7 separate regions of the Mus musculus genome follow, and regions 1, 2, 3, 5, 6 and 7 are each linked to region 4. Evidence: chromatin contacts called from public HiCAR-type, HiChIP or PLAC-seq and promoter capture Hi-C data. All regions are on one chromosome and are shown on one strand. The core of a region is the stretch at or near the end of the contact, and the rest is flanking DNA. Distances in the headings are between cores, read along the strand shown.

The links. Promoter capture Hi-C pulls out the DNA fragments that hold promoters and counts their contacts. HiCAR-type assays count read pairs that join an accessible place to other places. HiChIP or PLAC-seq counts read pairs in DNA pulled down with a chosen protein or histone mark. Capture Hi-C pulls out chosen DNA fragments and counts their contacts.
Region 1: a contact with region 4 is called in a HiCAR-type map of astrocytes, with 4 times the contacts expected there. The contact joins the promoter of Camk2n2 here to the promoter of Hira in region 4. A contact is called at or near these places in 3 of 39 promoter capture datasets (embryonic stem cells, liver and pre-B cells), 1 of 484 Hi-C or Micro-C datasets (B cells), 2 of 115 datasets of contacts at active chromatin or transcription factors (astrocytes and large pre-B cells) and 1 of 9 other capture datasets (liver).
Region 2: an H3K27ac HiChIP or PLAC-seq map of embryonic stem cells shows a contact between it and region 4, with 3 times the contacts expected there. The contact joins the promoter of Mapk1 here to the promoter of Hira in region 4. A contact is called at or near these places in 2 of 39 promoter capture datasets (cranial neural crest and maxillary cranial neural crest) and 1 of 115 datasets of contacts at active chromatin or transcription factors (embryonic stem cells).
Region 3: a contact with region 4 is called in a promoter capture Hi-C map of cranial neural crest. The contact joins the promoter of Ppil2 here to the promoter of Hira in region 4. A contact is called at or near these places in 1 of 39 promoter capture datasets (cranial neural crest) and 1 of 115 datasets of contacts at active chromatin or transcription factors (astrocytes).
Region 5: a contact with region 4 is called in a HiCAR-type map of astrocytes, with 7 times the contacts expected there. The contact joins the promoter of Clcn2 here to the promoter of Hira in region 4. A contact is called at or near these places in 3 of 115 datasets of contacts at active chromatin or transcription factors (astrocytes, large pre-B cells and thymic regulatory T cells) and 2 of 9 other capture datasets (adipose tissue and liver).
Region 6: a contact with region 4 is called in an H3K4me3 HiChIP or PLAC-seq map of pro-B cells, with 7 times the contacts expected there. The contact joins the promoter of Psmd2 here to the promoter of Hira in region 4. A contact is called at or near these places in 1 of 39 promoter capture datasets (embryonic stem cells), 1 of 484 Hi-C or Micro-C datasets (erythroblasts) and 1 of 115 datasets of contacts at active chromatin or transcription factors (pro-B cells).
Region 7: a contact with region 4 is called in a promoter capture Hi-C map of adipose tissue, with 2.3 times the contacts expected there. The contact joins the promoter of Abcf3 here to the promoter of Hira in region 4. A contact is called at or near these places in 4 of 39 promoter capture datasets (embryonic stem cells, hippocampal neurons, liver and 1 more), 1 of 115 datasets of contacts at active chromatin or transcription factors (large pre-B cells) and 2 of 9 other capture datasets (adipose tissue and liver).

The regions. Positions count from the first base shown.
Region 1 is chr16:20,619,995-20,623,475 of GRCm38.p6, reverse strand. It overlaps Camk2n2 (calcium/calmodulin-dependent protein kinase II inhibitor 2), which reads left to right and starts at 2,198. Exons shown (of 2, transcript NM_028420.2): 1 at 2,198-2,450; 2 at 3,233-3,481. The coding sequence starts at 2,282. The coding sequence ends at 3,303. All of the region lies in intron 2 of Eef1akmt4-ece2 (Eef1akmt4-Ece2 readthrough), which reads right to left.
Region 2 is chr16:16,981,300-16,984,642 of GRCm38.p6, reverse strand. Mapk1 (mitogen-activated protein kinase 1) reads right to left here and starts at 1,261. Exons shown (of 9, transcript NM_011949.3): 1 at 904-1,261. The coding sequence starts at 1,016.
Region 3 is chr16:17,109,324-17,112,699 of GRCm38.p6, reverse strand. Ppil2 (peptidylprolyl isomerase (cyclophilin)-like 2) reads left to right here and starts at 1,448. Exons shown (of 21, transcript NM_001252444.1): 1 at 1,448-1,557; 2 at 3,006-3,055. The coding sequence starts at 1,526.
Region 4 is chr16:18,875,048-18,878,125 of GRCm38.p6, reverse strand. It overlaps Hira (histone cell cycle regulator), which reads right to left and starts at 1,376. Exons shown (of 25, transcript NM_010435.2): 1 at 607-1,376. The coding sequence starts at 643. Mrpl40 (mitochondrial ribosomal protein L40) reads left to right here and starts at 1,489. Exons shown (of 4, transcript NM_010922.2): 1 at 1,489-1,655; 2 at 2,719-2,802. The coding sequence starts at 1,603.
Region 5 is chr16:20,714,683-20,717,984 of GRCm38.p6, reverse strand. Clcn2 (chloride channel, voltage-sensitive 2) reads left to right here and starts at 1,349. Exons shown (of 24, transcript NM_009900.2): 1 at 1,349-2,076. The coding sequence starts at 1,990. It overlaps Polr2h (polymerase (RNA) II (DNA directed) polypeptide H), which reads right to left and starts at 159. Exons shown (of 5, transcript NM_145632.2): 1 at 1-159. The coding sequence starts at 63.
Region 6 is chr16:20,650,058-20,653,582 of GRCm38.p6, reverse strand. It overlaps Psmd2 (proteasome (prosome, macropain) 26S subunit, non-ATPase, 2), which reads right to left and starts at 1,931. Exons shown (of 21, transcript NM_134101.2): 1 at 1,732-1,931; 2 at 1,283-1,339; 3 at 826-990. The coding sequence starts at 1,866.
Region 7 is chr16:20,547,350-20,550,433 of GRCm38.p6, reverse strand. It overlaps Abcf3 (ATP-binding cassette, sub-family F (GCN20), member 3), which reads right to left and starts at 1,831. Exons shown (of 21, transcript NM_013852.2): 1 at 1,689-1,831; 2 at 1,321-1,468; 3 at 1,120-1,199; 4 at 644-690; 5 at 333-430; 6 at 110-232; 7 at 1-13. The coding sequence starts at 1,761. It also overlaps the pseudogene Gm15760.

The sequences.
Region 1 (3,481 bases), core at 949-3,448, 1.7 Mb before region 4:
TCAGTTCCCACATGCTATCATTCTTGGCAAGAATCCCAGGGTTCTTTCTTCATCGATTTAGGTGAGTGGCTGCTCAGTTCTGAAACAATGCAGCTTAGCTCAGGGCTGTTTCACCCACAAAACTGGCCTTAATGAATAGCTTCTATTTTCTCTGTTTAAACTAGAATCGCAGCTCAGAGAGATCACATGACACACTTATTGGGAAGATGAAGAGTATACTGCTAAGATTTTGGTGGCTTTATTTTTCTAAAGTTATATAAGTAGCAATGATTTTTGTTTGTTTTTGGACAAGGTCTCATTATGTAGCCCTGAACTTACTGTGTAGATGCAGCTGGCCTCAGACTCACAGAGATCAGCCTGACTGATCACAGAGATGAATGGCCAACTCCACCAGGACCAACACAAATGATTTTTAAAAACACGATTATTGGGCCTTCAATTCAAGGTCATTCAGAAAATGGCAGATTCTGGATTGAAAGTCATAGCTGTGCAACTTCCAGGGGAAGGAGGTGTTTTGGACAATCTGATCACCCAGAGTTATTCTGTCCTTCCTTTCAGATGTCAGGGTCAGTCTTTCTCACCCCAGGGCTCAGTTGGGGACCATTCCTCCCAGCCAAAAAGATGGCGTACAGGAGTGTTAGAAGGAACCCCTGTTAGGCTACACCCCAGAGGTAATCTCAATCACTCCTCTTCCCTATCCCACAGGCCCTGTTCAGAGTCCTGACAGCAGAGACCTTTGCATTAAACACCCGAAGGGAGAAAAATCAGCAACCCAGCAATCTCACTAGCGTGATTTGGCGGGACTAAAGGGAAGGTGTCTTGCTTGGAGCATGGGCAAAAGCAATAGCGTCATTATTGTCTTTACCAGCCCGTCACTGTGAGTGAATGTGAGACACACCCTCCCTCCCAAGGCCAGTGATTGCGCCAGAGCCCTCTCGCGCCAGAGAGCGGGTGACGCTGCAGCTGACTGCTAGCAGGGCAGGGGCGGGGTTTGTGGGGGGGCGGGGGGCGCAAGAGGTGAAAGGAAGTGTGCGTGTTCTTTTCAGGGGAGGGAGAGAACTCTACCCCAGGCCCCAGCAACAAGGGCGGGGGACACCCTGTCCCTGCTGATGCTTATTAGCGCGCGCCTCTTGCTCAGGCACTCCGGGCTTCCCTGCGTCATCCGCATCCAGGGCGCCCGCCGCGACGCTGCCATTCATTTCTCCCACACTGCCAGCTAGAGCAAGCCTCCCAGGCTGAGGGAACCGCGTGGAGCGACTGGCGCTTTGAGTCTGGATTTTGGCGCCAACAGCGGTCCTAGGGTTTGTGGGGAGTCTATTCTGGCGCGCGCTGCGGTTGCAGTGTTTAAGATCCTTCCCCTGAAAGGCCGCAACGCAGTCTCGGGGGACAGACCCAGTGGTACTCATACAGGGACCAGGTATGCAGACAGATACAGAAATTCAAAACTAGCACACAGAGACCAAGATCAGATACACAGAGGTAGACTGACAGATGCTCAGACAGTCGAATACAAATTGGCCAACTGATGGAGACCTACGCGCAACCAGGATACAGGAACGCGCCAAGCACGGTGGCACCACCCCCAGGCCCGAGCTCTTCCCGCGCTCCAGTCGGATGGTTCCTTCCCCTCTCTCTACGCGTAGTTGGCCCTTTCCCGGTCGCGTTTCAGAGCCCAGGGCTGTGTTCACAGCCAGCCTGGCCGTCGCCTTCTGGGGCCCCGCCGCGCCCCCAGCTTTTGGCGCTCAGTTCTCTGTTGCTCTCCCCTAACCGCGGGTGCCGTCACTCCCCTTCTCCCCTAAGCACTCGGCTAGCCGCTCCCGCCTAGCTGTCGCCTGCACCGGCCGCTGCGGTTCCCCCGGGCCCACGTGGCGGCCATTCCCGGCCACCTCGCGGGAACCTCCCACGGCCGCGCGTTCCACTCCAGGGATCACCGGACTCCCTCGAACCGCTGGGCCCCGCCTCTTTCCGCTGGCCGGTTCCCGCCCCGCCTCCACCGCGCCCCGCCCGCCGTTCTCTGCCGCAGTCGGGCGCTCATCGTCATTCCGCTCTCGCCGCCGCCGCCGCCCCCGCCCCGCCCCCGCCCGGTCCCCGCCGCTGCCGCCGCCGCCTGCCCAGCGGCCCGGGAGGCGGAGGCGCGGGGGAGGAGGCCCCGCTCGGCTCCGCAGTCCCGGATGCTGTATGACTTCATCCTTCCGCCGGCTCCCCTGCTGAGCTAGGGCCGGTCCGGCAGCTAGCCTCTGCCCGTGCCCCGCCGCAGTCCCTAGCCCGCCCGGTGCCCGCCATGTCCGAGATCCTACCCTACGGTGAGGACAAGATGGGCCGCTTCGGCGCAGACCCCGAAGGTTCCGACCTCTCTTTCAGCTGCCGCCTGCAGGACACCAACTCCTTCTTCGCTGGCAACCAGGCCAAGCGGCCCCCCAAGCTGGGCCAGATCGGCCGAGCCAAGAGAGGTACGCGGCCCGGGCCCGGAGTCGCCGCCTGACCCAGAAACCCTTCGCCTGGCGTCCCCAGGCTGCCGTTCCCCGTCAAGTGGCAGCTGCTCTTGCCGCAGACCAGCGCAGCCAGCTGCGTACCCGCCCGGGGTGGGGAGGGTCCCTGCTGTGGAGTTGTCCCATTCTTTCCCTCTCCCGGGAATACTGTGTCCCGGATTCGAAGCTCTCCACTTCTGGAAAAAGAGCCCCGGCTCCTGGTCAAGGGGGAGGGGCCGCTTAGGGTATTTGGGGCTGCTTGGCACTGGGAACACAAGGTGGTGGGCCAATTCCTTGGGCTGAGATGAGTAGGTGGATGTTACTGGAGGGCACCGAGGCCAGGGGTTCGGTCGTCTTGATTGTTTGTATTGGGAGGGGACTCAGGAAGGCACTATCAAAACAGGGATTCAGGTAGAGGAAAGGGTTACACCAGGTGACAGTTTCATCTGAGCTCAGTTCGAGGAGGGGGTTGTGTCGAAGGCAGAGGTTTCTGGTCGGCTTAGATGGAGGAAGGCTCAGGTGACGGGAGGGTTCGCATTGGGAGTCTTCGGAAGAGGGGTGTTCCCACATAGGGAGGTTTGGGTGCCAGGCTTGGTAGCAGGTAGGGTCCGCGGGAGAGTTCGGGTAGGGAGGGCATAGGGTTTTGAGCCGTGTCGCGGAAACACAGGCAGTAGAGTAGATCTGCGCGGGGCTTGAGGACACCGGCCCCACTGTCGCCGCCGCCCCCCGAGACCGCGCGGCTGATGCGCTTTCTCCCTGCGCAGTGGTGATCGAGGATGACCGGATAGACGACGTGCTGAAGGGGATGGGGGAGAAGCCTCCGTCCGGAGTGTAGACGCGCCGGCTCTGGCGGCGGGCTCCGGGCCCAGCCCCGCAGCGGCCAGGAGCACGGGCCGGCGATGCGGCTGCCGGCGCACCCCCGCCCGGGGCCGAGGTGCCTACGGGCGGGGGCTGCAGGGCCACGCCGCCACGGGGTCAGTGTTGCTACCGCCGCTGCCAGGCGCTCCGGAGCT
Region 2 (3,343 bases), core at 12-2,511, 1.9 Mb after region 4:
AAATGAACTTGTTTTAGTTAAAACAATACACTTCAACATTCCACATGCAGGAAATCCTGCAAGTGATCGTGCAAAAACTATTCTTGAACACTGAAACGTTATGGGGAAACGATCACAGTAATCGGGCTAAAACATATGGATACATTCACACTGTTAAGAGAGTACTCTTGAGGGTAACGACGGGATAATTTAAAGTCAAATTAGGACTAACTCCAAATACTTCTTAATAATTCTAGAGTGATGCTGGCTTATCCTTTCTGAAACACAATCGGTATATTTAAATCCATTTTGAAACTTCAAGATTTCAATATGTCCACAACCAACGCTGTGTCATTAACGGTTAAGCCCGAGGCAGAAAGCATCATTAGCGCTACTTAAGATATTTTGTGAATGCTGTTCACGTACACAGAAGAGAAGAAAAATATTTTGGTGCTCAGCACACAAGCCTATTATTCCGTCTTGCAAAACCATGGCCGCCGCCACCACGGACAAGCATCTAATACAATTCCTGGCTTTAATCTAATGTCAAGAGGCGGTGGCTATAATGCTATAAATTAGGAGACACAGTGTACTTCCGTTCCCGTCCCGAGGGAGAAGCCTCGAAAGTACGCGCTTTAAGACCAAGCCCCGGAGTCTTCGAGTCCTGGCCTCAATCGGGGTTGCCCCTCCAACCGCAAACGAGAAGCAGCAGAGGAAGACGAGGAGCAACACCTAAGCCTCGACCGGCTCCAGGACCCCGCCCCAGGGCTCCAGGAGTGAAGGCCAAGAAGCCAGGGGTCCGGGGCGCCGCAGAACGCGAGGCCAAGGCGCGGGAAGGGCCGTGGGTGCGTCCAGATCAGCCACAGGCAGGGGGCACAGGGTGACCGCGTGAGGCCGGGCCTGAAATCCAGCGCGGATACTCACCAAACCATGCCGTAGGCGCCTTCTCCGATGTACGAGAGGTTGGTGTAGCGCGGCCCTACGTCGAACACCTGCCCGCGGACCATCTCCGGGCCCGCCGCCGCCGCCGCCGCCATGTTGGCTGCACAGCCGCCGCCGCCGCCGCCGCCGCCGCGTTCGGTTCGACGCTTCGCGGCTGCCGCTCGACTTATGCTGCGCTTCCCGCAGGAACCGCGCTGCCGCCCGTGTAGCCGCCCCCGCCGGCGATCGGGAACGAGGAAGGAGGACAACACAGAGGAGAGAATTAACCGCCGGTAGAACCACTGCCAGCCTTCCTGCCTGACGGGCGGGCTACGAGTGGGAGGAGGGAAGGGTTCGCGTCGAAGGGCGCTAGGGCGGAGTCAAGGGCGTGCGTGTTGATTGGCTTCTCTTGGTAGAGAGGGCGGAGTCTCGCGGGTCGGCGGAAGCAGCGAGGTGAGGCAGGAGCACTGCGGCTGCGGGGGAGGGACGTCATGTGCGCTCGGAGACCCAAGCGCTGGGTAGCTCTAGAGAGCTAGGTTGGAATTTAGGCATAAGGACCCCACAGAGTCCCACCCACTGTCCTGGTGCTGTGCCTGGTCCAGAACGAACTCACACGGGACCAGGGACTTGGCTTGAGACCAGAGGACTCACTGCACACCAACCACGGGACCCCTGAGACAGACCTCTAAGAATACGTGGCCCACATTGTGCACTCTGATGAACTTAGACCATCAGAGTGGGACAGAAACCAAAAAGCATAACCCAGACCCAGAAAAAAACTTTCACCCTGTAATGAGCATAATTTTAAAAAATGCCTTTTAGACATATAAAACTAGATTAAGCAGGAATCCCACAGCATCCAAGGCTGCTCCTGATCCAGAGCTCAGTGACATCACTCACGCAAGATAACCAGATACAGTCCTAGAACCCCATGATGCCCACTGGACAGAATATAAGCAGAGACCAAAAGCAGTGATTTGCTCTACACATCTGGAGAGATACACCTTGATCTGCTCTGTGGCTAGAGAATCCACTCCCCCCCCCCCCCCCCCCCCCCCGCCAGGGTCCTGATCCTCAAATCAGAAACCTGATCTGAAGCTAAGATAGGTGACACAGGTGACCTTGGGGAGACAGGCTTAGGACTGTAAGAAATTTAGACTGTAAACCTTGCATGATGACCTTCAGCATAATAAAATATAACTTTTGTTATACTAACTACATATATCTACCTTCTTGCCCGTGACACACACCTAACAGTGTGAGACATAAGTAAGCAGAAACCAAAACACAAGACATTGAATCCCCTAATTAGAGGTTTGTTCAAGAAGATTTGCTGAATATCTACGGCACTGGAGCCAGCCATGCTTCCAGAGTGAAAAGACAGACAAAATACAATATTTGCACTTAAGTGTTGTGAAGAAATAAAAAGCCAAGGGAAAGTATAGAGAGCTGTGGGTAGGGACACTGGAAAAAGACATAGAAATTTGGGGACTCGGGTCCAGGTGTTGTGCAACAGTTTCCTGAAGGACTGAAACATTCTATGAACTTGAAACATTCTAACTTGAGGGGAAGCTTCTGAAATAGTAAACTAAAAACTAAAAGCAGCAAGGCGGCATGGTGCCTCACACCTTGATTCCCACCACTTGTGAGGCAGTGGCAGGCAGATCGCTTATGAATTGGAAGCCAGCCTGGTCTACAGAGTGAGTTCCAGGATAGCCAAGAATATGCAGAGAAACCCTGTCTCAAAAAAACAAAACCAATCAAAAAACTCAAAGGAGTTTCAGGAAGTCCTTAAAACTGACCAGATTCACTAGGCCCCTCCCACCAGAGTAAGCAATAAAAGCTGAGAGTCCCTCTGAGATGGAGCTCAGGTGAGCTGCAAAGACTCTTGAGACCAGCTACCTGGAAGAGGCAAAACCCTGCCTGCTGCCTGGTAATGGTTTAGACAAACTTATGCACTCGGAAGGACACTCTTCAACTTCAGCAGCATCCACACTTTGGTCTGTTGTGAGCTCCTGTTTGTAGTGAGGAAACCTGTGTTGTGTCTCCCCAGGAAAAGTTTTGTCACAGATGGGTATACTGAAACACAGCATAGTTAGAATGGCTAAAACATCTGAACAAGATTTAGAAAAAAAAAACCAACCAACCAAACAAAAAAACTTGATGTCATGGGTCCGAACCAGTCACAAACACCACTAAACTGAAGGATGAAATTGGAATCTTAAAGTTGGTGGATGCCCAGACAAAGCAGAGCTAATGAGATTATAAGTGACTACCACTGTCTCCTGAGCCATCCCTGGAAGCAGACTCCTGTGTGGCCAACATGGAGATCTAACTTAGAGACATCAAGTCTGGCCTTCTAGACATCAATAAAGATTAACTAGGCAATCTCAAAGATAAAAAAGTAAATCTTTAATAATAAAGGGAAGAACTGGGGTGTTCC
Region 3 (3,376 bases), core at 199-2,698, 1.8 Mb after region 4:
CTGCCTCCCAAGTACTGGTAGTTTTGTTTAGTTTTGATTTGCTTTTGAGACATGGTTTCTCTACTCACTGTAGACCAGGCTGGCCTCAGACTCATAGAGATCTGCTTGCTTCTGCCTCCCAAGTGTACACCACCATACTGGGCTAAAAGATCTTTTGAGGTAAGATTTATTTGGAAGGCAGAAGTTATGAAGTAAGAAGCTGACAGGATGACTGCCTTTGGCTAACTGGGTGGATGGTGGTCCTTGTTAATCCTGCCAAATGAGAATCAGACCAGTGACCCAGATTTTTTGGTTGCATTTTCAGTTAGACAGGGTTATCTCCCTAAAGTAGGATTTGAGAGCATAGTCTCAAAGGAGAATTTTTTTTTTTAATATCCCCCAAACTGCAAGGCTAGGGGGTTTCTAATGTTTTATGTTTATGTAGGAATTTGACAAGACATCTTAAAATTATTTGGTTGAAGATCTTATCAGGAGGTTAGGGTTAGGGTATGGAACATACCATTTAGCATCAAAGTGGAGATTTGGAACAAGGAAATTAAGAATTCTTTGATCAGCCAGGCGGTGGTGGCACACACCTTTAATCCCAGCACTTGGGAGGCAGAGGCAGTGGATTTCTGAGTTCCAGGCCAGCCTGATCTATAGAGTGAGCACCAGGACAGCCAGGGCTACACAGAGAAACCCTGTCTCAAAAAACAAAAACAAACAAAAACCCAGCTTAGGGTGGAGAGATGCCTTAACAAATAAGAGCTGTGCAAGTCTGGCAAAGAGAACCAACTCCTCACTTGTCCTCTGAGCTCTACACTTGTGGCATGGCCACTATTTAACCACACACACAATTTTAAAAAGGAAACTTGGGGCCGGGCATGGTGGCACACTCCTCTAGTCCCAGCACTCGGGAGGCAGAGGCAGGCGGATTTCTGAGTTCGAGGCCAGCCTGGTCTACAGAGTGAGTTCCAGGACAGCCAGGGCTACACAGAGAAACCCTGTTTCGAAATACCAAAAAAAAAAAAAAAAAAGGAGACTTGGGACCCATTCTCCCGGCACATGAGACCCAGACCAAAGATCTGGCCACAGAAGGAGCAGAGAGGGCTTGGTCATCTGCCAGCTGATGGGCCTGAAGGGCGTGGGGACCGAACGAGAGAAGAGTTGAGTATACACATGGACATGGCTTTAGAGAAGGTGAAAAAGGTTGAAGATCTTTAGATACAAAGGAGGTGAGTCTGAGTGAGTCTGCCTAGCATAGCATGGACTGAACAAGTAGCCAGACAGTGCATAGAAAAGTTTTTGAGGGCTTGGGGGAGGCAACGCAGTATGGTGGGAGACAGGAAAAGTGGATTCTACTCAAAGTTAGCAAGCTTCAGCCTAGCACGGTGCCTGCACCCAGCACCTGGACACCTGGAAACCACAATTCCCAGAATGCTTTCTTCCAACTTCCGGGATCCAGTGCGTCGATCTCCGGAAGTAGTTGAGAAAGCGGAGGCGCCATAGTCAGTGTCTGCTGTGGTCTCTTCGGTTTGTTGCCACCATGGGGAAGCGACAGCACCAGAAGGACAAGATGTAAGTTGGGTCGCGTCTCTCGTCTCAGCTCGTCGCCGTGCTGAAGGCTATCATCTGAAAGCCTCAGCTCTCACAGGCGCGGTCTCGTCCCTCAGTGCAGCCTACGCGGGCCAGGGCGTTCTACCGCCGGACTAACTAACTTCCGGGATTTCCCTACCCCTAGCCTTTCTGCGAACGAGTTTTGCCCCTGAGTTGGTTGTCCGCTTCGTCCTGGCTCTAGTCTGAGAGCCTACACACAGGCGACAGCCTTCAAGTTGAAGATAGGCGGGTCGTGCTCCATGTTCCCCTCCCATTTGCTGCTGCTGTACTTTCTGTTTTCTGTTGTCTCTTCAGATGCTCCCCGCCCCTAGCTGCTTGCAAGGATATCTTTGACTTCTGTATTGCCAGATCTAGTATCCAGCTTTTCAGTCCTTGGGCTTCTTCCCTTTCCAAAAGTAGCCTTTAGTGAGATCTTACATGCGCTTAGTAGTTTTTTTTGTTTGTTTTTGTTTTTGTTTTTGTTTTTCAAGATAGGGTTTCTCTGTGTAGCCCTGGCTGTCCTGGAACTCACTTTGTAGATCAGGCTGGCCTCGAACTCAGAAATCCCCTTGCCTCTGCCTCCCGAGTGCTAGGATTAAAGGCTTGGCGCTTAGTAATTTAATCTGCGAATGATCTCTATTTCATTCCTCTTTGCTGGGCTTCCCCTCCCCTTGTCCCAGACCTCGGGGGTGTTTCCTTCATCCCTGTGGTGGATCTGTTCAAAGAGTCTCTTGCACTAAGTCAGCAGCTTTCACTCAGTTCTCCACTTGGAAAACTTACAGCTTTTTCAAAACTAGTATGCTAAAAGGGAACTTGATAATTTTCACACCTAAGCCTGCCGTTTCTTATCCTAGCTCAGTGGTTACATAGTGGGTCCCTGATTTACTATATATAGACTGAAGACAATTCTCATCCTAACAGAAGAACAACCGCACAGAGCAACTGGAGCTATGTTAGATCATGTCTGGGTCCTGCTCAAAATCACCCACCAGCTTCCCATCACACTTAGGCAAATAGAGAGTACTCTCCTTGATCTTTGACTCATTTTTGACTCGGCCGCTGTCCTTGCTTCTGTGTCTTTTTCTGCTGCTACGTACCTCATCACACTCTTCCTCTGCTGTCTCCTTTCTGGAACAGATTCAGCTTGTCCTGTTCCAGCCTCAGTAAGTGTTATTCCTGTAAAGGGCTTCCCCAGAGCTTTGTGTGCCTAGCTCTTCCTGTCAGATAGTCTATAAGTCCAGTTCATTTCCTTCTGGACAAGGTGCTGTTGATGTTTCTTTATCTCTCCATCTTTTGTCCTTCTTATGTGCCACACAATGCAGATGTTTAATGTGATTTGACAAGTGAGTGGGCGTTCTGTCATAAGTTACTTTTACAGCTTCTGTCCTGTCCGTGGCAGGACCCAGTAACACATGCTCTGTCTTCCTCAGGTATATCACTTGTGCTGAGTACACTCATTTCTATGGTGGCAGGAAGCCAGGTAAGGGGATGCTGGTGGTCCTGAAGAATGCTGTCTCCTGTGATCCAGAGCTATCCAGAACACTGACATTATAGTAGATAACGAGACGGTCCATAGTTGATAAAAAGAGGACATATACTCAACATAGTACAGTATACTTCCATCTTAGAGGAGAATACTTAAAAATATAACTCTTTCAAGTTCAGGCCTTTTCCTTAGGAAGTGCTATAGCCTTCTTTCTTTCTTTCTTTCTTTCTTTCTTTCTTTCTTTCTTTTTTGTTTTTTGTTTTTTTGTTTTTTTTTGTTTTTTTTTGAGGCAGAATTTCTCTGTGTAGCCTTGGA
Region 4 (3,078 bases), core at 127-2,626:
AAGTCGCTTGTCTCCTGTGCACCACTGGCCCCAATCTTAGTCATCTGAAGCCCCAATCCTTACATTAAACGTGGTTCTTTCGTGGTCCTCCGTAGGACCTGAGCCCAGGCCCTTCCCATTCCAGGATCGCAATAGCCCGAGTGGGGGCACTGTCACAAACTCCAGGCCTCAGAAAGGGCAATACAGCCAGTAAGTATCTCATGCAGATTCACCGAGCCGCTGAAAGGCCACAAGGGGGATGTCGCCCCAGTTTCATACTCACAACCATCTGAGCACATACTGGATGGTGAAGCCGGATGGCAGCACCAGGTCGGTACCCAAGCCGGCTCACCAGAGCCAGGCATCCCAGATTAAGGGTGGGCGGCGCAGGACACAGCGCCATTGCCTGAGGCAAAGGCGGACTTCGCTGCAACCAGCCCGAAGCACGTGCCCGGGCTCGCCGGTGTCCCAGAGCCGGGGACAAAGTCTGCTCCTGCCCGTTCTGCAGCTCCAGCACCCGGCACCAGCGTCTGGACAAGGTGGGCAGGACTTGAGCACCGCCGCAAGCCAATCCCAGACCCCACCCCGATGCAGGTTCGGCCGCCCACGACTCCTGCGTGCACTCACCATTGTGGTTGACCCAGGTTGGCTTCAAGAGCTTCATTGTTCGGCCGCTGCCGGGCTGAAGCCAGAGCCGTGTCCCTCAGCACGCCTGGGCCATGGAGCTGCCGCAGCTTCCTCCCGCGCCGCCCGCCCTCCGGCCGCCGCCCACCCTTGCCCTCAGCGCCGCCGCGCCATCGCCGGCCCGTGCCCCCAGCCGCCGCCACAGCCGCCTCCTGCGCTCGGCCGCCGCCGCCGCCGCCACAGCCGCATCCCCTGCGCCGCTCCTCCTCCGGCGGCTCCCGGGCAACGCCGGAAGTCACGGCGCGCACCTGCCAAATCGCCCCGGCGGGAAACCGCTCCCTACGCGGACCGGGCCGCCTCGGTTCTTCGGTAGACAGGGGGGGGAGGACGGGGATACTCCGCTGCCACTGATGTGGTCGCCGATGAGGGTCGGTGTGAGCAGGCTGGCAAAGCCTTGAGATCCCGCCCGGCGATGCAGAACCAGGGTGGTGTGCAGATCTCTAGTTCTACCTCCGCGGCTCCGAGTCCAGCTTAGTAACTAGCTTCCGCCATCCATCAATTCGCGCTATTGGGCATCTCGCGAGCGCCAGCCGGGCGGGCGCCAGCATGCATCTAGCGGCAGACGGCAGCGGGCCCTGAGCTCGATTGCATGCATAAAAGAACTAGGCTGGTGAAGGATAGGGGGCCAGACGGGCGCATTTATTAGAAGAGCGGGGCGTTTTCATAGATGTAAACACATAGGCCAGGCGGAGCAGAGAGCAGGAAAACACCGCAGCATCCACAGAAGGCGGGACGCCCGCAAAAGGGCGCGGCGAAGCCACCGTTGCTTGCCCGGGGCGGGGCTGCGTCGGGGGCGGGGCCAGCTGCGGGCCCGCCTCTCGGAATCCCAGACCCGCGAGTTCCGGGCCGAGGCCTGCCAGACCCGACCGGGTACCTCAGGTCGGACCGCCCAGGGGCGTGCTCCCGGAAGCTGCCCGCCAGCGGGTGGCGTGAAAAACTATGGCTACCGGGGTGATGCTGTGTGCTGCGCGGGCTCTGCGGCCTCGGAGCTGGTGAGTGTAGCCGCGGGTGGCAGAATACCCAGGGCGCGTGCGCGGGCTTTGCCCCGTAGCTGCTCGCTAGTGCTCGCAGATTATTTCTGGGCATGAGCCTACCGCATCTGTTGCGGATGAAAATCCGAACTGGAAGTGTACTCACTTAACAGGCTATTTGCCTAACAAGTGTGAAGCCTAAGTCGTGCTTAAGTGGTGGCCTACTCCTGCAACCCCAGCACTATGGAGGTGGAGGCTAGGTCAGAAAGTCAAGGTCGTAACAGCTGCATACAAACCTGGCTATATTACACCCCATTTTTAAAAAGAAGAAAAAGACGCCGGGCGTGGTGGAGCACGCCTTTAAACCCAGCACTTGGGAGGCAAAGGCAGGCGGATTTCTGAGTTCGAGGTCAGCCCAGTCTACAAAGGGAGTTCCAGGACAGCCAGGGCTTTACAGAGAAACTCTGTCTCAAAAAAACCCAAAAAAAAAAAAAAAAAAAAAAAAAGGAAGAAGAGCAATGTGTTTTTAAAAATCCAAGGATATGTTTTATAGAAGGGACGTATAGTACAGTGGGAGGGGGTACTTTACTCAGTGGTCCACACTGAAGCATCCCTCCTTCCTTCCTCGAGGTACCAGTCATATACTAGACAGGTCTAGTATAGAATAGAGTTTATTTGTGGGTATGGGAAGGGGAATTGAGAAGAGAGTAGAGGCAGAGAAAGAGAGGGGACAGAGAAGGGGAGAGAGAGAGAGACAGAAAGAAACAGAGAGACGGAAGAAGAAGGAGAAGAAGAAGAAGATCCTGCCAGAGCAAGTAAAGGCTCTGCCCCAGTGAGAAACAGAGTTCTGTAAATTCCTCACTTTGACCTTGCTGGCCTAATACAAATGAACTAGACATGGTGGAGCAGCTGAGGCAAGAAAATTGTCTCAAGTTGCAAGATAGCCCGAATTAGGGAGACTTTTGTCTGAAAAAAATACAAAATAGATACTTACAAACATCCTCCGGGTTTTAGGAAGACCTATAGTTATGTGTATGTGCCTTCTCTTTCCCCAGATCTTTATACATACCCTTCTCTCCTTCAGGATCCCTGGAACCTGCCAGGCACACGTCAGACACACCCACCAGAGAGCTTCCTTACTGGCCTTCTGGGATCTCATCCCCATGAGGTAAAATCCAGCATAACCCTTAGCTCTTGGGGTATGAGAAACACGTGTATGCATATGACCAAAACAAAGCAAGAGTGCCCAACCTTGGGTTAGCAAGCAGATTTCAGTCTGTGGAACTAATAGTTAAATTTAAGTGGATGCCTCTGTCCTTTGAAGGAGCTCTGTACTATGATAGCATAGCATATATGTATTGCTACTTGAGTAGTTTAAATAAGTAGCAGCTAGATTTAAGGAGTCTTATGTGTTTCAAAGGGCATATCTTAACTTCTGTATTTC
Region 5 (3,302 bases), core at 100-2,599, 1.8 Mb before region 4:
TTTCTTGCCTTCTGGGTCGATGTCTTTCACATCGAAAATATCCTCGAACAGGATGCCCGCCATCGCGAAGGGCACGAAAGCTGCAGAGGATGTGAGCGCGCGGCCACCACTGGGGATTCGCGCACCCCCTCACGTGGAGAAAAGTAAGACAGGGCAGAGTACCGCCCCAAAAGCGGCAACGAGGCCGAGGGCGCGTGCGCACGGGCTGCAGTCACGCAGCCACTTCCGCTGCCTCCTTCTCGGGGCTTCTTCACTTCCGCCGGGAAGGGCCACCTCCGAGGTGCTCGGGCCTTGTGGGCGAGTCTCAAAACTCGGTGACTCCGTCCAAGGCGGGGACAGATTAAGTCCCACCTCCGACGGGGTACCGCGCTGCGCCCGGCTCGACGGCGCCCTCTTCAGACTGTGGATCCCAAAGCGTGGAAAGCTTGGGGGCCTAACCCAGCCAGGAACCTTGATCCTTGGCCCAGAGAAGCCCGGCCCTAGCCCTTCCCTGAAGTCCGCGTGCCGGCCGAGGGCACAGTCCGCGCTGCAGGCAGGTGGAGCAGAACCCCGCCCGCAGAGCACCAGCCCTCCAGGACCCGGTGCCCAGCCCCTCAGACTGTCACCAAGATCCCCAAAGCTGGTGCGAGCTGGCTCGGACCAGCTAGACATCACCGGAGCCGGGTGCGTCCGGTTTGGGAATTTGCCATGATGTCACTCTCGGGGAAAGGAAAGCCCGCATTGTGCCCTCCCCTGGGGCTTCACCTCCTCGCCACTCCCGTCTTCCCTTGGCCCTGCTTGGCACTAGCCTCACACTGATCCCCTAGAACACTGCCAACTGAACTTGGTACTGCCTGTCACCCCACTATACCACCCTCTTCTGGACACTGAAGTGCGCCTTTCACTGGGAGGCGACAGCTCGCAATACCTTCTTTCTAGGTGCTACCTCCTCTCATTACAGCCCCTGTGCTGGGCACCCTCTTGTTTCTTGAATGAGTCTTCATCCTGGTACTATTCTTTCTCCACAGATTTCTGGACACTGTCCTCTCCAGTGGCTCCAACCTAACGCTGCCCATCCTCTTTGTGCCCTCGACACCTTCTTCTTGTCCTTCCCAGGACCCCGAAAGACAATGTGGAGCCTCAGTAGGCCGTTTCCTCAGGGCGTCAGCAGCTACTCAAATTCCCCCTTAAGCGGTGCCTGGGAGGAGCGACCTCTGCTCCCCCCCCCCCCCACACACACACACACACCCGCCTCCCAGGAGCGGCCTCCCCCGCACCAATAGCTCCCTTCCCTCGGGCCTCACCCCTTCCCGTCCCCTCCCACCTCCACCTCCGCCCCTCTTTCCAGGCCTAGCCATTCCAGGTGCACCTTCCCGGGGGAACCCGGAGGAAAGGAAGGAGAAAGGGAGGCAAGGAGGGAGCCGGCTCTCGGGCATCCTCCCAGATGCGTCTGAGCCGCCTGAAAGTGTGAAGCAGAGGCTGCCCCTGTCCGGTCTGGCTTAGAGAGCCCGAATTAGCTTTTGTCAGTAGCCCCCTACCCCAGTTCAAGAGTCCCCACATCTCCAGCCCCTCCCGCACAACGCTGCAGCCGCGGGAGAGCCCGTCCCTTCCACGTGCCAGCAGACCCGCCCCCGCCCGGCCCCCGCACCCTCAGGGCGCTGGGTTAATCCCGGGCCTCCGTGGCGAAGGGGTGCGAGATCGTGTTTCAAGCGCCCCCTGCCGCCTCTCCGGACACCAGGAGGCGGCCCCAATGCAGACCCCGGCCGGGCAGGGACGCCCCTGCAGATGGGCCGGGGCGGAGCAGCAAAGCAGGGCACCGCCCTCGGCCCGCCCGCCGAGGAGGAGACGCTAGCGGGAGGCTGAGCCTGCGGCGCGCGCCCGGGGACCCGTCGCACTCTGCACTCGGCCGCCTGGGCTGAGGGGACGGGACGGGTGCGGGCGCGGGCTCAGCGGGCCGGGAGCTGAGTCAAGGCCGAGAAGCAGAGGGAGGCAAGAGGACAGTGCACCGAGATGGCGGCTGCAACGGCTGCGGCGGCCGCGGCGGCGGCGGCGGGGGAAGGGATGGAGCCTCGAGCGCTGCAGTACGAGCAGACCCTGGTAAGTGAAACCCAAGGGTTGCCCTACGGGACCAATGCTGCAGGTTGCCCTGGAAAGTGTGAGGACAGATGGCCTACCCTAACCCGGCCTCAGCCTTTCTCAGCTATGGAAACTGAGGTTCGGGATCCGCCAGGCTGTGGGTTCAGAGTGTTGGAAAGCTGCTTGCTGGTTTCTGGCTGAGACTGGTGGCCTGCAGAAGACAATGACACCAGGTGCTTGGCCCAGGTGTCCTTTCTCTTACCCACTTCTGCATACACGTTTTTGTTTTCTTCACTTACCACTTGAGTCCAAGTTACAGCAGCCCAGTGCTCTTTCTGAACACCATCTATACTATTGAACTTGATCCACATGTCTATCTACTTTCAACACCCTCCTGGGTCCCTGCTGTGTACATGGTCCCAGGCTTAGCTTAAAGACAGTAGGAAGTAATCAAACCCAACCCCTGCCTTTAACAGCTCAAGCCCAACATTGACAAGAACTCCTCAGGAGACCCTGTTGGAAAAGGTGGCTTAGGTGGCTTTTTGCCACCCTGGGGACTGAAGCTTTAGGGCCGATGCAGGAAGCAGGAATGGGTGTGAGAACTGAAACCTTTGTTCCAGCTGGATCTAGCCAGGTACCCCACCACCACCACCCACGCCCATGGAGTGTCCCTTGACCTCATAAGAAGCAGGGGTCCTGAGCTTTGAGATGACTCATGACCACCATTGCTGAGAAGCCATTCACCAGAATGGGGGACCAAGCCCTAAGGAAAGAAAGTGGCCCAGTAGTTTCTTTTTTATCACCTTAGGCTGGAATTTGCCCGAGAGGATAACAGGGAGAAACAGCTGTAGGAGAGGGCCTGGGCTGTAACTGAGTCAGAGAGGTGCCCAATTACCAGAGACTGTGAAACAGAATAACTGGTATGAGAGTACAGTGCCAATCGATAGTGGAGGCAAGCCCTTTTGTTGGAGATGGCCCATATCCTGGCCGTCCACGGGTCAAGAAGAGGCGCATTTGGCCATGGAAGCCAGGCATCTAACATGGAATGGTAACTCTTTTGCACCAGCGGCTGCTCCATCTCCTTGTGCCTGTGGACTGAGTTCTCAGGGTCAAGCGCTCCCTGCTCTGGCCTCTCCCACTTCCCCTCCCACCCTTTTGTCTTGCTCACCTCCTCCCACCTGCTGTGTTTCTCTGTACACTCTTCCTCCTCCTCCCTGCTCTGGACACTTATGTTGCTTTTCCTTGAC
Region 6 (3,525 bases), core at 682-3,181, 1.8 Mb before region 4:
TAAAGACTTCTGGGTCACAGTTGCACCAACAGGACAAATGTGACTCAACTGAGGGTTTTTAAGACATAAAAGGGGCTCACAACCATCCGTAATGAGATCTGACGCCCTCTTCTGGTGCATCTGGAGACAGCTACAGTGTACTTAGATATAATAATAAATAAATCTTAAAAAAAAAAGACATAAAAGGGATGAATGTACATGGGACAGAAGAGAGAGAAGGGACATTAAATATAAGCCTTAGAAAGCCAGGCATACTGGCTTATGCCTCTAACCCCAGCACTCCAGATAGAGGCAGGAGGAGGAGGAAGGTCATAAAATAAAGTTCCGTCTAGGCCACACAGCCGAGTTTGAGGTCAGCTAGAGGGGCTGGAGAAAAGGATCAACACTTAGGAGGACTTCCTGCACGCTCATGAAGATCAGAGTTCAAATCCCAGCACCTATTAAGACATCCCAAAAACCTCCAAAAACCAAAATCAAAAAGACATCCCAAAACCAACTATAAAGACCGAGGGTCTTTAGGCATGCATAGGCGTGACACTTATGCATATGCACATGCATACAAGCACATGCATTCAGGCACACACATATATGCACACACTATAAAAATTTTAAATTAAGTCAGAAACACATCGTGCTAAGAAAATCTTAAGATATAATGAAGCAGAAACTTCTAAGGAGCTGAGAAGCATTCTCAGGCTTTCCACTGGAGAATCAGTCTCACTGTGATGAACTTTCCAGCTAGATGGGGTCCACTAGGCTTTCAGTGACTTAGCATTAAAAAAGGAATTATTCAACTGGACAGGTCCCAGCCATATTCTGAATTACCTTATTCTCCCCAGGGGCCATGTTCTCATAGATTTCCTTCAATTTGCCATAGTGTGGACGCAGAAATTTGAGAGGCTTGGGTACTGAAGTCATGGAAGTTGTAGAAGAACGAATTTGTCTTCTCAGTTCCTCCAGAGCTGGTCGATATAGAGATGTATCTTTCTCCTAATAGGGGATGTTAATGCTCAGACCAAAAGGAGTCACATTTCTCCACATCACGACCCATACATACTTAACCAATGCTTTGGTCAAAGACATAACTGGCTCCTATTTCATGATGCCTCAACCCCTGTAAATGACCTGAGACCCATGACCCCATTTAAATACCCTTTGTAACTCTTCCCTCAAATTATCGTAATATCTAATATGTGGTATCTAATTGTTGCCTCAAAATGAAATAGAGTAAACAAATGAGAAACATCAACTATACTCCCCCTGTAGTAACATCTTGACTCACCCCGAGTCGCTCCACGAGCATCTCCAGTTCATCTTGAAGCTGTTTGTCCTCCTCAGACTGGAGGGTTAGGGGAAGAAGCTCATCAAAAGTGGGGACCCGAATCACATTCTCCTCCCACTTACCCCGGGACAGGTGAAGAGTGTGAATGTCTATGGACAAGAAGAGGGCGTGGGATAGGGAAGCAGCCCTATAGGAAAGGCTGTCTACCTTAGGAACCAGGCAGACTCTGCTTGGAAGCCATTCTAGGAAATAACCAAAGAACCGCGATGTGATGGTGAGGGCCTCAGGGAGTGACAGTGCGTAATGGGGCGGGCAGGGTATAAAGAAAGGGTCGCCCCATCCTGAGTCTCCCCGGTGCGGTGGGCAGTACGGAGTCGGGCCCGAGGCCTTCGAGCCAGCAGTGACTCAGCCCAAGGCCTCCTCCTCGGGCTCCCCAGGCTGCGCCTCACCAGCTCCTGCTCTTTGTCTTTTTCCCCGGCATCCCTTCGCTCCTTGCCACTCGACTTCTCGTCCGCGCCGCTGGGGGTTGTCGCGGAGGGCTGTTGGGACTGCACGGGTGTCTTGTCTCGTCCACCCTCCTCCATCTCCGCCACTACTGCCGGCCTGCTGCGCGCGCACCTGCTCGCACCGCCCCTTTTCCCAGAAGGCCACGCGCGTTGTCCTCCAGACCGGAAGCGCCCTGCGGATCCCGAGTCCCGCCCTCTGGAGCAGGACGGGAATTACTGTTCCGGCTTCCAGCCCGAACGGCTACTGTTGAGTTAGGGTGTCTCTGTGCGTGCAAGGGTGGTCTGACTGCAGAGATGCCTAGCTCTCCGATCCTGTAGCTTCACCACAACTGGATGCATGGTACGATGAGAAGGTCATCCTGAAGACAGGACGTCCATACATGTTCATGCTTGCTTTAGTCCTCTGTAGGAGATTTCTATGAGCTCAAAACTCTTCAAGTCTTGACCGAGTCTGTGTGACTTCGGTGTAATTATGCCACTACTACTGTGGAATAGTAACCGCAAACCATTTCCCCCAAAGTGAAGATGAAATTTACTTATTTATTATCCCAGGTTAGCCTCGAACTTACTTTCTAGCAGAGAATAACTTCATTACAGACATGAGCTGCTGATGCGTGTAGATCTTGGATTCTAGGCATAACCATCCATTTCCACTGCCAATGACTTCTTCAGCCTTTGGAGAGAGATTGAACAGCCCATTGCTGCTCTGCCTGTTCTATAGCCGTATAGTCCTCTGTAGGAAATGTCTACCGGTTTCTGTTTCTATGACTTCTATCACAGATAAGAATACATACATACGTACATACATGCATACATATATCAGGCACATACCATATGTATGGTATATAAATATTTAGTATGTATATTTCATGTATACATATGTGTGTATATGTATATATGTGTGTATATGTATATATATATATATATATAATCAACAGTCACATACCAATTAGTATGTTGGAGATGAATTGGAAATTGTGCCCTAAAAGGTTTATCAAGAAGCTGATGAGTCCAGATGAAGAGGATATGAAAAGCTGTTGGGATATATTTCAAGTTATTTTGTAGGAATACATTGTTTTGAAATAAAAACTTGGAAAAATGTGGGAAACTCAAACTTTCAAAACATGATATTAGAAACAAATCCTGCCATGCACCAGCAGTGTGGTTTTGGTAAGCTACCTAAATTAAGTCTGTTTTCTGCCTATGTGAAGTACAAAAAGTTTCTCTTGTAAGAACACTTAAAGAATGAAATGAGCTGGGCAGTGGTGGCGCACACCTATAATCCCAGCACTTGGGAGGCAGAGGCAGGCAGATTTCTGAGTCCAGCCTGGTCTACAGAGTGAGTTCCAGGACACAGAAAAACCCTGTCTCAAAAAAAAACAAAAAAAAAAAAAAAAGAAAAGAAAGAAAGACAGACAGAAAGAAAGAAATGAGCCAGGCATCGTGGCCCATACTTTCAATCCCAATATTTGGGATTAAATAAGGAGGCAAAGGCAGGTGGATCTCTGTGTGTTCAAGGCTAGCCTGGTCTACAGAGTGAGTTCTAAGCAAGCCAGGAACTACACAATGAGACCCTGTTGAAAGTTTTAATAGTGTCTAACTTTTTACACCACTTGGGGTGATAATGCTCCCCTCAAGAGCCAACGACTAACACAATCTCAGGGCCAGGCATAGAAAACCTTCCTCAGAGTTGTTGGTCAGGAGGGTCCGAGAGACTCCTAAAACAATATAAGCTAT
Region 7 (3,084 bases), core at 582-3,081, 1.7 Mb before region 4:
AGCCAGCAGTACCCTGAAGGGGTGGTAAGAAAGAGAGATGAAGAATCATCTAGAAACACAGCTCCTTCTCCTTTAATTAGAAAGATCCTGCCACTGGCCATTCCCTCACCTGTCACCAAAAGAGACATCAAAGTTCTCAATTCGCACATCATAGGACTTGTTCTTGCCAGATGATTCCAATCGACTCTCTTTTCTGCTGCCTGCCTGGCTAGCTGACGCCTCCTCCAAGACTCTTTTTAAAAGAGAAACAGACAGCTTTTAGGGCTCCCGAAAGTCCTTCAATACCAGAATCTGCCCTGCTTCCTGCTTAGAGCCCTTCTTCCCAAACTCACAGAGGGTTGCTGGTCTTCAGTGTTTCCTTCTCTGAACGCTTCTCCTGCTTTGCCTTCAGTCGAGCTTCAGCCTTCTCTAGTTTCTTCGCATTTACTGTCTGAGTGAATTCCAAACACAACCAGTTCATACTAGGGTACAGGTTCAAAAAGGAACTCCAGAGATTACTGCAAACAAACCCTTAAACTTACCCATGACGCTACATAAGCAAACACGCAGGGAAAGACACACCAGAAATCTCGCCCAAAGATACACCCACTATTCAGTAGACGGTCAACTCTCACACCCACCACAGCCCCTTCCCACTTCTCACCGAGGACTGTTCCCTCTTTAGCAGTCCTGGAAGTTTGGTGTCACAGTCTGTAAGTGATAAGAAAAGCAGTCACCTTCTCCATGAGAGAAGGGAAATGAAGACTTTGAATGACTAACAAGAACCAAGGATAGTTTTAAAGATAGCATTATAACACTGAAATGGACAGTTATTAGCCTTGAAGTAAAGGGCAAAACGATCTCACACTTAAGAAGAGCCCAATGTACTCTTTTAAGACCACGCTGTTGGTTAAGGTACGAAACTGGCAAAACCAGCTTCAAGGTCTGTATGCCTCCTACTACAGACAATAGCTTGGAGAGCCCTCCAGGCCCCGTTCTCCATCACAAGCTTTTATGGTCACAAAAATACCGCTAGCTCCTACAAGCCTTGTTGTTGAGATGGAGAGACCTGAGCTGCAGCGAGGTGGTGGCTGGGGGTGGAGGCAGAAGGCAGCTAGTTCAATCTCCCCTCACTCTCACCATAGTTTTCCATTATCTTCGACAACTGGATGGGGGCGTCCAGTAGCACCTGGCTGTTTCCCTGGTTCTGCGGTTCAGCCCTATGTAGGTAGAGAGAAAGCACTCACTTGGGAGAAAAGATTTACAGCCTTCAGACCTTCCCCCTCGTTTGTTCTCCATTCTCCTCTCTTTGCCCATCAACTTCATTCCCTTGGCACCTACAGGCGTAGAGTGTTGTACATGCGCTGACAGACAGCCCTAATGCCAGCGTCATCCTTGCTGTCCCCGGACACTTCTTGCAATAGTTCCCCGACAGCTTCCACCAGGTCATCCACAGACTCGAAATCCGCGCTGCCACTGTGCAAGACACCTGAGCCGGGTACCGCAGAACAAGACAGACAACGGGTAGGGCGGATATAGGAGCAGTTTCAGTGTCTGTACAGCTCACTCGGGGCACCAGACCCCACTGGCCCTCAAGATAAGAGGTCACGCAGAGAGACCAGATAGCGGTCTGCTGCACTGTCCGCCCTCAGTCTTTCCCCACAACCTCCACTTCGGCCTCCCCAGGCAGTTAATTCAGTTTCGCTCACCGGTCACGTAGTCGAAGACCTGCCCGTCAATTTCAGGGAACTCGCTTCGCAGGATATCAGCGCAAGTCGCCATGTTCACTCGGGATCCAATCTGCGCAGTCGTGGTGAGACTTGGGCCTAGGACCGCCTCCCTGCCCTTCCTCCCCACCCCGAAATCGCACCCCTCATCCCAAGGAGCATGCGCAGGGTTGACGTAAGAAAGCAGAGTCTGCGTGAGTCCAGGGGGCGGGTCTAGTAGAACGGGACGCAAGCGCCGCGGAGTCCAGCAGGCGTGGCAGCTTCCGCGCCTGCGCGGTTCCAGTTTCCCGTCTACGTCTACCACCTGTGCGGGTTTTCGCTGCCTTCTGGAAAGTGGAGGTTGTATCGAGGGGCGTGGCAGGATCGCCCGAGGCTTATCGTAGTGGGGAGCACGGGAGGTGTTGCGAGGGGAGAAATGCCTAGACACGGGCTAACGTGGGAGGGGGTCGCTTTACAGCTTGGATACCTTCCCCGCAGGCGCATGCTGCTGCTCGCCCACCTTTGGCGTTTTGCTGACTCACGCCAACTCTCGGTCCAGAGTGGATCAGTTTCAATTAGTCCTGCTAGTTGAATCAGCTGGGTGAGGAGCACACTTCTGCTTGCCTCTTTGCTCTGTCCTCAGTTCCTTCACACTTCATAGGTGTTCAACTGGGTCATTGAGAATGAAGTTCTGCCACCCCAAGGCACATCACCCACTGCCAGAAAACCTGAACAAGCCCTTTTATAAGTTCATTGTTTATCCTGGGTCTACAGACAAAGCAGATCTCAAGTGTCTGTAAAAGATACACCTCACACACACACTCAATTTGCAAAATTAGACAACTTTATTCCAATGCGCTCAAATTACACCCGTTTATATTTCCGAGACAATCTCTCTAGAGAGCCTAAGCTAACTTAAGAACTGAACCTCCTGCCTGTCGCCAAAGTGCTGGAATTAAAGGCATGTGACAACACTCGACTGCCCATTCATCCAGCTTAAGCATTATTGCAATGGGGAGCTGCCAGTCTTGGTGTTAAAGTTTAAAAAAGCTATCAGCATGCCTGAGGTTATAGATTAGTTGGTAAAATGCTTGTCTACCCTGAGGCTTTGTGTTTGATCCCCGGTACCTCATAAAACTGGGTGCGGTGCATGCCAATAACTCCAACATTCAGGAGGCAGGGATAGAATGATCAAGAATTCAAGGTTGCTGGACTTAGATGGAACCAGCCTTTAATCCCGGCACTCAGGAGGCAGAAAAAGGCAGATCTCTGAGTTCAAGGCCACCCTGATCTACAGAATTCCAGGACAACTAGGGTTAAAGAGAAAAACCTAAGGAGAAAAAAAAAAAAAAATCAAGGTCACCCCACTGCTACAAAATGAGTTCCAGGCCATTCTGGG